Linked DNA regions of Sus scrofa: region 2 is linked to region 1. A link is a contact called in public HiChIP or PLAC-seq data. All regions are on one chromosome and are shown on one strand. Each heading gives the region's core, a stretch centred on a gene start, on an enhancer-like site or on the middle of the called end of the contact. The rest is flanking DNA. Distances are from core to core; before and after follow the strand shown.

Region 1 (4,512 bases), core at 1,233-3,732:
AGGATGTTCAACATCACTCATCATTAGAGAAATGCAAATCAAAGCCATGATGAAGTACCACATTATACCAGCCAGAATGGCCATCATCAAAAAGTCTACAAACAACAAGTGCTGGAGAGGGTGTAGAGAAAAAGGAACACCGTTGGTGGGATTGTAAATTGGTGCAACCACTGTGGAAAACAGTATAGAGATTCCTCAGAAAACTAAAACTAGAAGTACCATTTGATCCATCAATCCCACTCCTGGGCATCTATCCAGAGAAAACCACGACTCGCAAAGATACATGTATTCCGATGTTCATTGCAGCACTATTTGCAATAGCCAAGACATGGAAACAACCTAATGTCCATCGACGGAGGAGTGGATCAAGAAGATGTGGTACATATACACATACACAATGGAATATTACTCAGCCATTAAAAGGAATGAAATACCGGCATTTTTTGCAACATGGATGGACCCAGAAATTATCACGCTAAGTGAAGTCAGCCATACAATGAGACACCAACATCAAATGCTTTTACTGACATGTGGAATATGAAAAAAGGACACAATGAACTTCCTTGCAGAACAGATACTGACTCACAGACATGGAAAAACTTATGGTCTCTGGAGGAGACAGTTTGGGGGGTGGGGGGATGTGCTTGGGCTGTGGGATGGAAATCCTGTGAAATTAGATTGTTATGATCATTATAAAACTACAGATGTGATTAAAAAAAAAATCTGGGAAGGTGACTAGATTCTGTTTCAAGAGGTTAGCCAGCCATGTGGGATCCCAGATATGGATTTTTCTCCATCTTCTCCCCCCTCCTTGCTGTCCTGGATAGCACAGTTAGAATTTTAGACTGGTAGAATTATCTAGCTCTACCTCCAGTCCCAGGCAGGAATCCCTTCTGCATGCCACAACCTGACCAGTTGCTGACTACGTTCTGAGCAAAATTCTTCAGGCTGACTCTACATTCAGGGAAACCTGAATTTCTCAATTCTAGGGAAGGCCTGTGAAGTCTAGCTATGAGGTGACAGTGAGATTTCCCAGAGGCTGGGAAGCTAAGTTTCTGTGTTCACCGTATGTATCACTCAGCCCTTCAGTTGTTTCTACCATGACACCTGATGTGGGTGTTTGTATCTCCTGTGATAGTCAGAAATAAACTCCCTGGAGTGGGTCTCTCGAGAACTGGCAGCTCCTGTTTCTTGCCACTAGGGCACTGAATTAGGGGCAAGGATAGGGCTGACTTCTCTGCCATAGCAATTGCCCAGGTCCTGAGGCAATATCTGAATAAACTCTAGGCTCTTTTTACTTAGCCCCATGGGGGGGGGGGGAGAAGAGGAATTAGACCCAATCCTTTTAACATAGCATGTTAAAAACATAAAAACAGACAGGACTCAACAGTGTCTGATTCCAGGGAATTCTTGGCTAGAAGATGTCTTGGTTTCAGATTTAAATGAGTTTTTTCCTGAGGGAGCAGCAGGTTGCTTTGCTCACTTAAACAGCATTGTTACAAACAAGCAAGAGCAGAGTCAAAATTTCCAACTAAACTCTGGTTAATAGGAACATAAGGACTGATGCTGGGCTTTAGAGTTTTACATTTCTTGAGCCTGGCAGCTGTATTTTCCCTCTTTCCACTAAATGCTATAGTTTAGGGTTTAGGGAATTATGCAAAACACACTTGCAGCATCAGAGCTTAAATGGGGTAAGATCCTTGCCCAGAGGTATTTGCTGATGATGGAGGAAAAAGTCTCTTGAAAATGATCCAGCTGCAGGAGACTGAGCAAAGGGTCCCCAGCCTTCTTAGTTCCAGGCCTATTATTTTTCTTAAAATAACTTGGAGAATTAAGTGCAAAAACATGCCAATGTCACATTTGCTGTGTGCATTTAGTAATAAAAAACATGTGCAATGCAAAGGCGTGTTTATTCAACTAGCAATTGCACTGCAAAACTATCAACAGCTCACAGCCCAACCTGCCTTCCAAAATACGACCGTGATGCATTTAAAATGTGCAACTGCAACGGAGGTGCCCACAAAGTACCTTATTCGAATTTGCATATTTGTGTACAAGGACACAAACAGTTTATATAGGGCTTTAGTTCGTTTTAAATGCTAAACAGGCCCCCATGATTTGCTTTGCTTAAAATGCACACTCAAACTTTATTAAAAACATGTTTCAAAAAAAGTTTCATAAAGCTAGCCACCAGCGAGGCTCGCTGGAGGGGTGGAAAATGGATCGTGTATCTTTAACCCGCAGAAGTTAAAAGGTTTTCTTTTTTTGTTAGCTAACAATGGAAACTTTTTTTTTTTTTAAGTGTTTCCCTCCCTCGGTCTTGCCAAGCAATAGAAAAAAAAAAAAAAAAAAAAAAGAAAAGAAAAACTTGTTCCGCTGAGTTCAACCCCAGACAGGCTCACAACTTCCTTCCTGCTTTCCTCCCCCAAGCCCCCGCCTTTCTCCCTCCTCCCTCCTCTCCCCCACCCCCCAACTTTTTTTTTTTTTTTTTTTTTTTAATCGCACATTGAACAAACACTGAAGTGGCCTGGAGCAGACACTGACAGGGGTAGTATCTCCGCGGCTCAGAAGGGCGTGCAGGGCCGGCCGGCGTCGCCACCGCCCGGATCTCCGGCCCCTACCGAGGAGCTTTCCGCCTTCTTTTCCACTCCTATTTTTTTGGTCTTCCAAAAGAAGTCAGGAAACCATTTCTGAGCTTTTTGAACTTTTAAAGCCATCTTTTTCCTACGCGGTCTGCGTCCCTGGGCCATGTAGTCTGCACAGGACCCGGGAATCTGAGAAATTGCAGGTAAGTTTGGCGGCTTTTTAAATGGCCCTCGCCTCCGAACGCGGTTTCCCCTCACTCTCTGCTCGGGAGAGAATCTGAGGGTTCCGGGTTCTGAAAAAGCGCAGAGAAGTGGGCCGGGGAGACGGGCAAAGAGGTTTTGACTGGGGACGGTGGCGTGGAGTAGGGGTGTGAGCACAGGAGCCAGAGACAAGTTTTCGGCGTTTCTCCTGCTCGCCTTCCGGGCCACTGACTTCCCGCCGCCTCCCCGGCGCGCTGCAGGCGTCCCCCGGCTCCGGCCGCCGGGCGAGGCTGCCCAGGATGCGGAGAAGCCTTGTACTCGGCTGCGCCGCCCAGGGGCTTAGAGCCGGGCCCCGGGAGGTTTGCAGAGCCTGGGCCCCCGAAGGCTGCAGCCGCGCACATCGCAGAGTCCCTCGGAGGGGGCGCGGGTCCCGGTGCCCGCAGAGGCAGTAGCGTCCTCCCGCACAGGGCGTGCGGAGCGCGGACTCCCGGTACCGGCGCGCGCGCACAGGCGCGCGCACACACTCACACACTCACTCACACACACACACACACACACACACACACGCCCCTCCATGGGGGGCGACGGCAGGGGGCGGCGAGTATTGGTTCCGGTACAGGGGACGCGCAGCGTCTCGGCCCCGAGCGCGCGCAGGCGCGCCCACACACAAAACACACTTGTTTGGGGACTGGCGACAAGGCCAGTGCTGGAAAAGGCCTTGGCTGCTGCCCCACCGCTCGCCCAGGCCGTCGTAGGCCTAGGGAAACAGCCCCAAGGCCAGGGTCAGGAAGGTAAACGGCAGGCCACGCAGAGGTTCCCCTCCAAGACCCGGGCGCAGGCAGCGGCCGGGGAAGGCAGGTCCCGCTCAGGTTTCCTCTGAGTCGGTCCTTGTTGGCCAGAGAGAGTGGAGCGGGGAGATCCCGAAGCCCAGGGGCGGGGGCTGCCCTGTTATACCTGATTGAACCAGGGTTTGCAAAGCCGAGGAGACCCAGTGGTGGTGAAGGGGGGAGTCCTCACTCTCAGAGAGGTCGCAAGAGCCGCGCTCCGCACGCAGCCCGCGTAGGAATTAAGTAGTTGTACGGCATCCTCCGCCGGTGCTCTTGGCTCTGGAGACGAATCTTAGAATTTGGAATCTGAAGAGACCTCCAGGCGCATCACAGCCTGGGGCGAGGGGTGGGAACGCACTCGGGAAACGCACACCCGCAACCGCGCTAGCGCCGGAGGCCGCGGAGTTGTGTCTTCGCCTGGCGGCATAGCCCCTAGAAGTGAGACGTCCAGTGGCACCCGCTTCCGGACAGATGGGGGTTCCGCGGGCCGGGGCCGTCCTAGTTCCCAAGCCGTTCCCCACCACCCGCCCTCTGGGGTCCTGACTTTTCTCCTTGTGTCTCCGCAGCGGCGCTGTTGTTTATGGAGCTCTGGGCGGGGGCTGAGCCTGCGGTCTTGCCCCCCGCCCGCTGCCCGGGCCATGCCACCCCATCTGCGCGCGGAGCCGCGGCCGCGGGGCCTCCAGGGCTGAGCCGAGAGCTGCGGGAGGAGGAGACGCCGGCGGCGGAGCCGGAACGGGAGCGGCGGCGGCGGGCAGCGCGGCGGACCCAGTACTATGGCTATGTACTGCTATGCACTCAACAGCCTGGTGATCATGAATAGCGCCAACCAGGTGAAGAGCGGCGGCGGCCCTCGGCCCAGCAGCAGCGAGACGCCCCCGCCGCCGCCGCCGCCGGGAAGG
Region 2 (4,512 bases), core at 678-3,177, 88 kb after region 1:
GGCTCTGCCTAGGTGCCTGATGGGCGACATTGGATGTGGTCTCCCACCTCCTGCTGTGTGGGGCTTGGCTCAGCCTGAAGGCCCAGCTGACTGTGGCAGCTTCTCAGAGACCCCCGGCAAGGGTTTGCTGAGCGCCTGGTGAGGCCAGGGGCTGGGGATCCTGGCTCTCAGAAGGGTTATACTTGCCCAGATGAGAGCTGGCTTGCAGGCATGCCCAAGGCTCAGGGGGCACAGCTCCAGCCGAGGAGGGCTTTCTTGGGACAGCGATATCTGAGATGCCGAGGGGCCAGCTGAGTCCTTTGCCTCTGCACCCGTTCTTGTGTGAAGATCCCTGGTGGCAGAAAGTGTCACCCTTACAGTGTCAGAGGGTGGGCAGGGAGGAATATGGAGCTAAGGGTTGCCAGCAAAATGTCAAAGCCCTTCGGGTGAATTGCAGATGCTCCCGGGGTGGATGGGGAAGGGGCCTGCTGACCATCCTACAGGGTCTGAGGCTGTCCCCCAGCAAAGGAGCAGCTGTTCCCCCAGCACTACCCTTTCTTCCTCCGCCCACCCCAAATTACATGGAGAAACACAACATTGTTTTGGAGGGGCAGGTGGGGGCTATAAAGAAGACAGGAAGCAGACCCCACAGGGCATGGTGGGCTGAGTGGAGGAGAAGGTGCTGGCCCTGGGCAGCTGGCCCTCCTGTGGGGAAGCTGGCGGTGCCCCTCCGCCCTTTGCCTGAGGGTGACCGTCACAGCCCCTCCTGTACTTTTAGGGCTGCTGTTGCTGTAAAGCCCCCCAAGGAGAGCCCCAGGCCCCTGAGGCCTCAAGCCTGTGGTCATCAGCGGAGAGGGAGCAGGTCAGGACCCACAGAGCCCTGCCGGCCCAGGGTCACCTGCCACCACCAAACAGTGGAGCTGTTTTCTACGCCAGGGGGCAAGGCCAGCTTCCTGGGTGGGAGAACCGCTTAGTCAGCGAGGGGTGCGCGCTTTGCGACCTCACCCCAGTGCTCTTAACCGAGTTTGGAGCAAGAGGTGCACATTTTTATTTTGCACTGAGCCCGGTGTATCATGCAGCCGATCCTGACGGTAGTTAAAGCGACCCGTGAGTGCAGTGGCTAGAGGCCTTCTTATCCCCCAGCCTTGGCGCTGGTCTCTGCTTCCCCACCTTCCTCCTCCTCGTCTTCGTCATCATCTCCGCCAGTCCTTTCTGCCTGTTTGATGGGAGACAAAGGCCTGGCTCTGAGATCATCCCACTTAGCCCCTTATTTGTCTAAGGCTGTGTTCCCTGCAGCCTGAATACTGTCAGACCAATGACTGGCTGAGCCAGCAGGAGGGTGGCGTTTACCCAGGAGCCATTAGCATCACAGGGAGGCTTGGAGTCTGGTTTAGATAAACACAGAACATTGGAGACTTCCTCTCTTGGGCCCAGCCCGGGCCCGGCAGCCCCGCTGGCCAAGGGATCGTTTCCACGCTGGGCTCCCAAGGGTGACTCGGAGCCCAGGCCAGGGGGGTGAACGGCTGCGCTCCTCGCCAGGGCTGCCCCACGCTGCCAAGATGCCACCTGCCGAGGGGAGGGTCGCCCTACGTTGCTGCTGGCCTCTGGGGAGCAGGATCCCCTCTGCTGTGAGGCCAAAAGTTGGGCAGAGAAGGGGAGGAAAAAGGGAGCTGGGTTGTGTGAGGGCCTGAGCCTCACAAAGGCGCCGGTCACCCCGCAGGCTGTACCGGCCCGTGAAGTCTGAGCCGCCGGGGAGACTGGCTGCCTGTGGCTGGAGAGGCTCAGCTGGTGTTTGCCAGGTTCTGAAAGTCCCTTTCCTGGGGCTTTCTGTCACCTCAAGAGGGTTGGGATTTATTTGCTGCTAGTTTTGTTTTGTTTTCTCCTACTACAAATCTCTCTCCACATTCTCTGAATATTTTTGCTCCTGTCAAGTCAGGTACAAAGGGAGGTACCTGCCCAGACCAGCCTCAGGGCACCAGGCACCTCCAGCCACGCTGAGTCTTAAAGGGCCAACCCCCACCCGCCAGCTCTGGCTGTTTTCTGATCCTTCTAAACTTCTCCTAGTGGATGAGGGTCCAGCCTTTTCCTGCGCAGCCAGTGTGGATGACAAGACCCCCATCTTCTACAGAGCAAGGTCAGAGCTGTAACAAACGCCAGCGGAAGGCCCGGCCCTGCTCTCAGGTAGAAAACAGCGCAAGCAGAACTAGTGTGTGTTTAGGCCAGCAGGGCAGTCATCAGCCGTCAGCCGAGGCGTTGCTGGAGAAACCTCACTTCTGGGCAGTGGTCAGCCTACCCCAGCACAGGATCAAGGTGAAAGCTGGATGTCTCCAGCCCACCCTGGGGTCCCTGCCCTGCTCCATAGGTCATCAGCTCTGGAGGGGCGTTCCTTTCCCCTGAAGGGCTCCCAAGTACATCCCAAGTGCAGAATTCCAACCATGGTCTGGGAGCGTTGAGCTGGTCTGATCTGACTCATGGGAGATCCTTGGGGCCCCAGCCAAGCTGCGAGTGGCACCTGCCCAGCCCTGGAATGAGACATACCTGGGGCTTGGGTGGCTGGCTGCGGGAGCATCTCATGAATGCTCTGGAACCCTCTGCTAAAGAAGCAGCCAGAAGACACCCACCCCCCGCCCCCAAGCAGAGTGGCCTGTGAGCCTAGCAGGGGAACTACCTAGAAGAAATCTTTTTTTTTTTTTTTTTTTTTTTTTTGTATTTTTAGGGCAGATGAAAGTTCCCAGGCTAGGGGTCAAATTGGAGCTGCAGCTGCCCACCTATACCACAGCCCCAGCGACACTGCATCCTTAACCCACTGAGTAAGGCCAGGGATCGAACCCGCATCTTCATGGATCTTAAGTTCATCACCACTGAGCCCCGATGGTAATTCCTAGAAGAAATCCTTGTCCTTCCTGCCCAATCTGCTGTCCCTGTCACCCCGCCCAGCGTGCTCCAGGCTGGAAGGGGCCCTGCTTGTTGATAGGCATGGCAGTTGGTGAATGGGTTTGAGGTTCCCCTAGACGCTGGCACCTGCTGGTGGGGAGGAGCATGACACAACTTCGGGGAAGCAGCTCAACATGTGAGAGTCTTCATCTTGCAGAGGGAATACTCCTACCTATCAGGTTGTTTGAAGATGAGGAAGGAGGCCGTAGAGCACCTGGTCCAGCTCCTGTCCCACAGTGAGACCCCAGCAGTGATGAGAATGCAGACACCAGGCCGGTGCTGGGGAGGCCGTCAGGGGTGGCATCTTGGGGGCGTTCCAGGAAGGGTCAGCAAAGCGTGTACAGATGCCCTGCTGATTGGGAGGCAATGAAAGAATGGGCCTGTGAGGTCAGTAGGCAGCCCGCGCTGCCCGAGGGAGGGACCGGGTGGCCGGGCCCTGCCACATTCAAGGCACTTGAGGGCTGTGCCTGTGCGTTTGACAAAGCTGGGCTTGAGAAGCCAGAGATCCGGGGCTGTGGCTGCTGTCAGAGACATGACTAGGTCATTGGGAACCTCCCAGGAGAGAAGAGGTGAGGCCGGAGCCCTGAGTGAGCCATCTTCCGGGTGATCAGGCTGCCCTCCTTTCTTGCCTCGGTCGCCTGGCGTAGGTTGGGGGAGAGGCCTGGCATCCATTTCTGAGGACTGTGGCTTCCTCTGCCGAGGGGCTTGGAGAGAGGCTGGAACCCACCGCCTGGAAAGCGGCTTCTGCCGCAGGAGGTGCTCCTGCAGGGGTGCGGCAGTCTCCTGGGCCTCATAAGAAAACCAGTTCTCTGTAATCGCCTGCTGCCCTCCCCTTTCCCTCTGCTCCTGGGGGCCAGGCCAGGGCAGGGGGTTGGGGGGGGGACACACAGCGGTCACCCTGCAGCCTTTTTCCTGGGCCTGGACCACATCTGCTTTTCTGTTTAGCACTTGGCAGCAATGTTAGGCACCGCCTGGGTGCTGCTATTTAAAAACCCTGGGGAAGAGCCCCAGAGTGCCACTGCCAGCAGAGTCCAGAAGTCCCCTGGGGTGCAACCCGTACCAGTGGAACACGCCACCTTGGAAGGGGAAGCCTCTCTGGCCTTGGCCGTGTTGGGCCCACGTTCACGATGAAGACATGCTTCCTCGTGCACAGAACAGTGCCTCCTTTACTCAGAGCTCAGCCTTATTGGAAGCCTCTTGGGTCCCAGAGCCATCAGAGGACCACTCCCCCAACCCTGGAGCACCCACTTCTTTGTAGAGCGGGGTTGAGCCTTGAGACTCTCACTCATGCCTGTTCCCTCCTACCTCTCTGGTCCCAGGCCCCCTGGCCACTGGATCCCTGAGGGTCTCAGAGAGCTCCATCCCCACAGGCTCCGTCTGTGGCCTTTCTTCTTTAGTAACCATGGCAACACCTCCATTTGGCTCCAGACTGGTGGAAAGGAGGGTAACTTCGGGGACACCCGTCCTCGAGCTCAAACCCATGGGACTCTTCCACAAACACCTTCTGTGCCCATGAACTTCTAATGGGATCAAAGGAATCCATGTGTTATTCCCATTTTACAGGTCAGATAATAGGGCCTCAAGGAGGGTCAGGAGCTT

The links. HiChIP or PLAC-seq counts read pairs in DNA pulled down with a chosen protein or histone mark.
Region 2: an H3K27ac HiChIP or PLAC-seq map of skeletal muscle shows a contact between it and region 1, with 1.9 times the contacts expected there. The contact joins the enhancer-like site here to the promoter of ITPKB in region 1. A contact is called at or near these places in 1 of 5 promoter capture datasets (liver), 11 of 47 Hi-C or Micro-C datasets (embryonic fibroblasts, fetal skeletal muscle, heart right ventricle and 5 more) and 2 of 2 datasets of contacts at active chromatin or transcription factors (alveolar macrophages and skeletal muscle).

What each region holds. Positions count from the first base shown.
Region 1 is chr10:14,467,556-14,472,067 of Sscrofa11.1, reverse strand. ITPKB (inositol-trisphosphate 3-kinase B) reads left to right here and starts at 2,482. Exons shown (of 10, transcript XM_021064414.1): 1 at 2,482-2,788; 2 at 4,180-4,512. The coding sequence starts at 4,387.
Region 2 is chr10:14,378,581-14,383,092 of Sscrofa11.1, reverse strand. The region is part of intron 3 of ITPKB (inositol-trisphosphate 3-kinase B); the gene reads left to right. Among named protein-coding and RNA genes, the nearest start is that of STUM, 86 kb to the right of the region's middle. Within about 2 kb of position 1,927, at least 38 of the 83 cell types and tissues checked have an H3K27ac peak or open chromatin away from gene starts, as enhancers often do. A contact at or near this core is called in alveolar macrophages, mesenteric adipose tissue, retroperitoneal adipose tissue and 1 more, where this site is marked.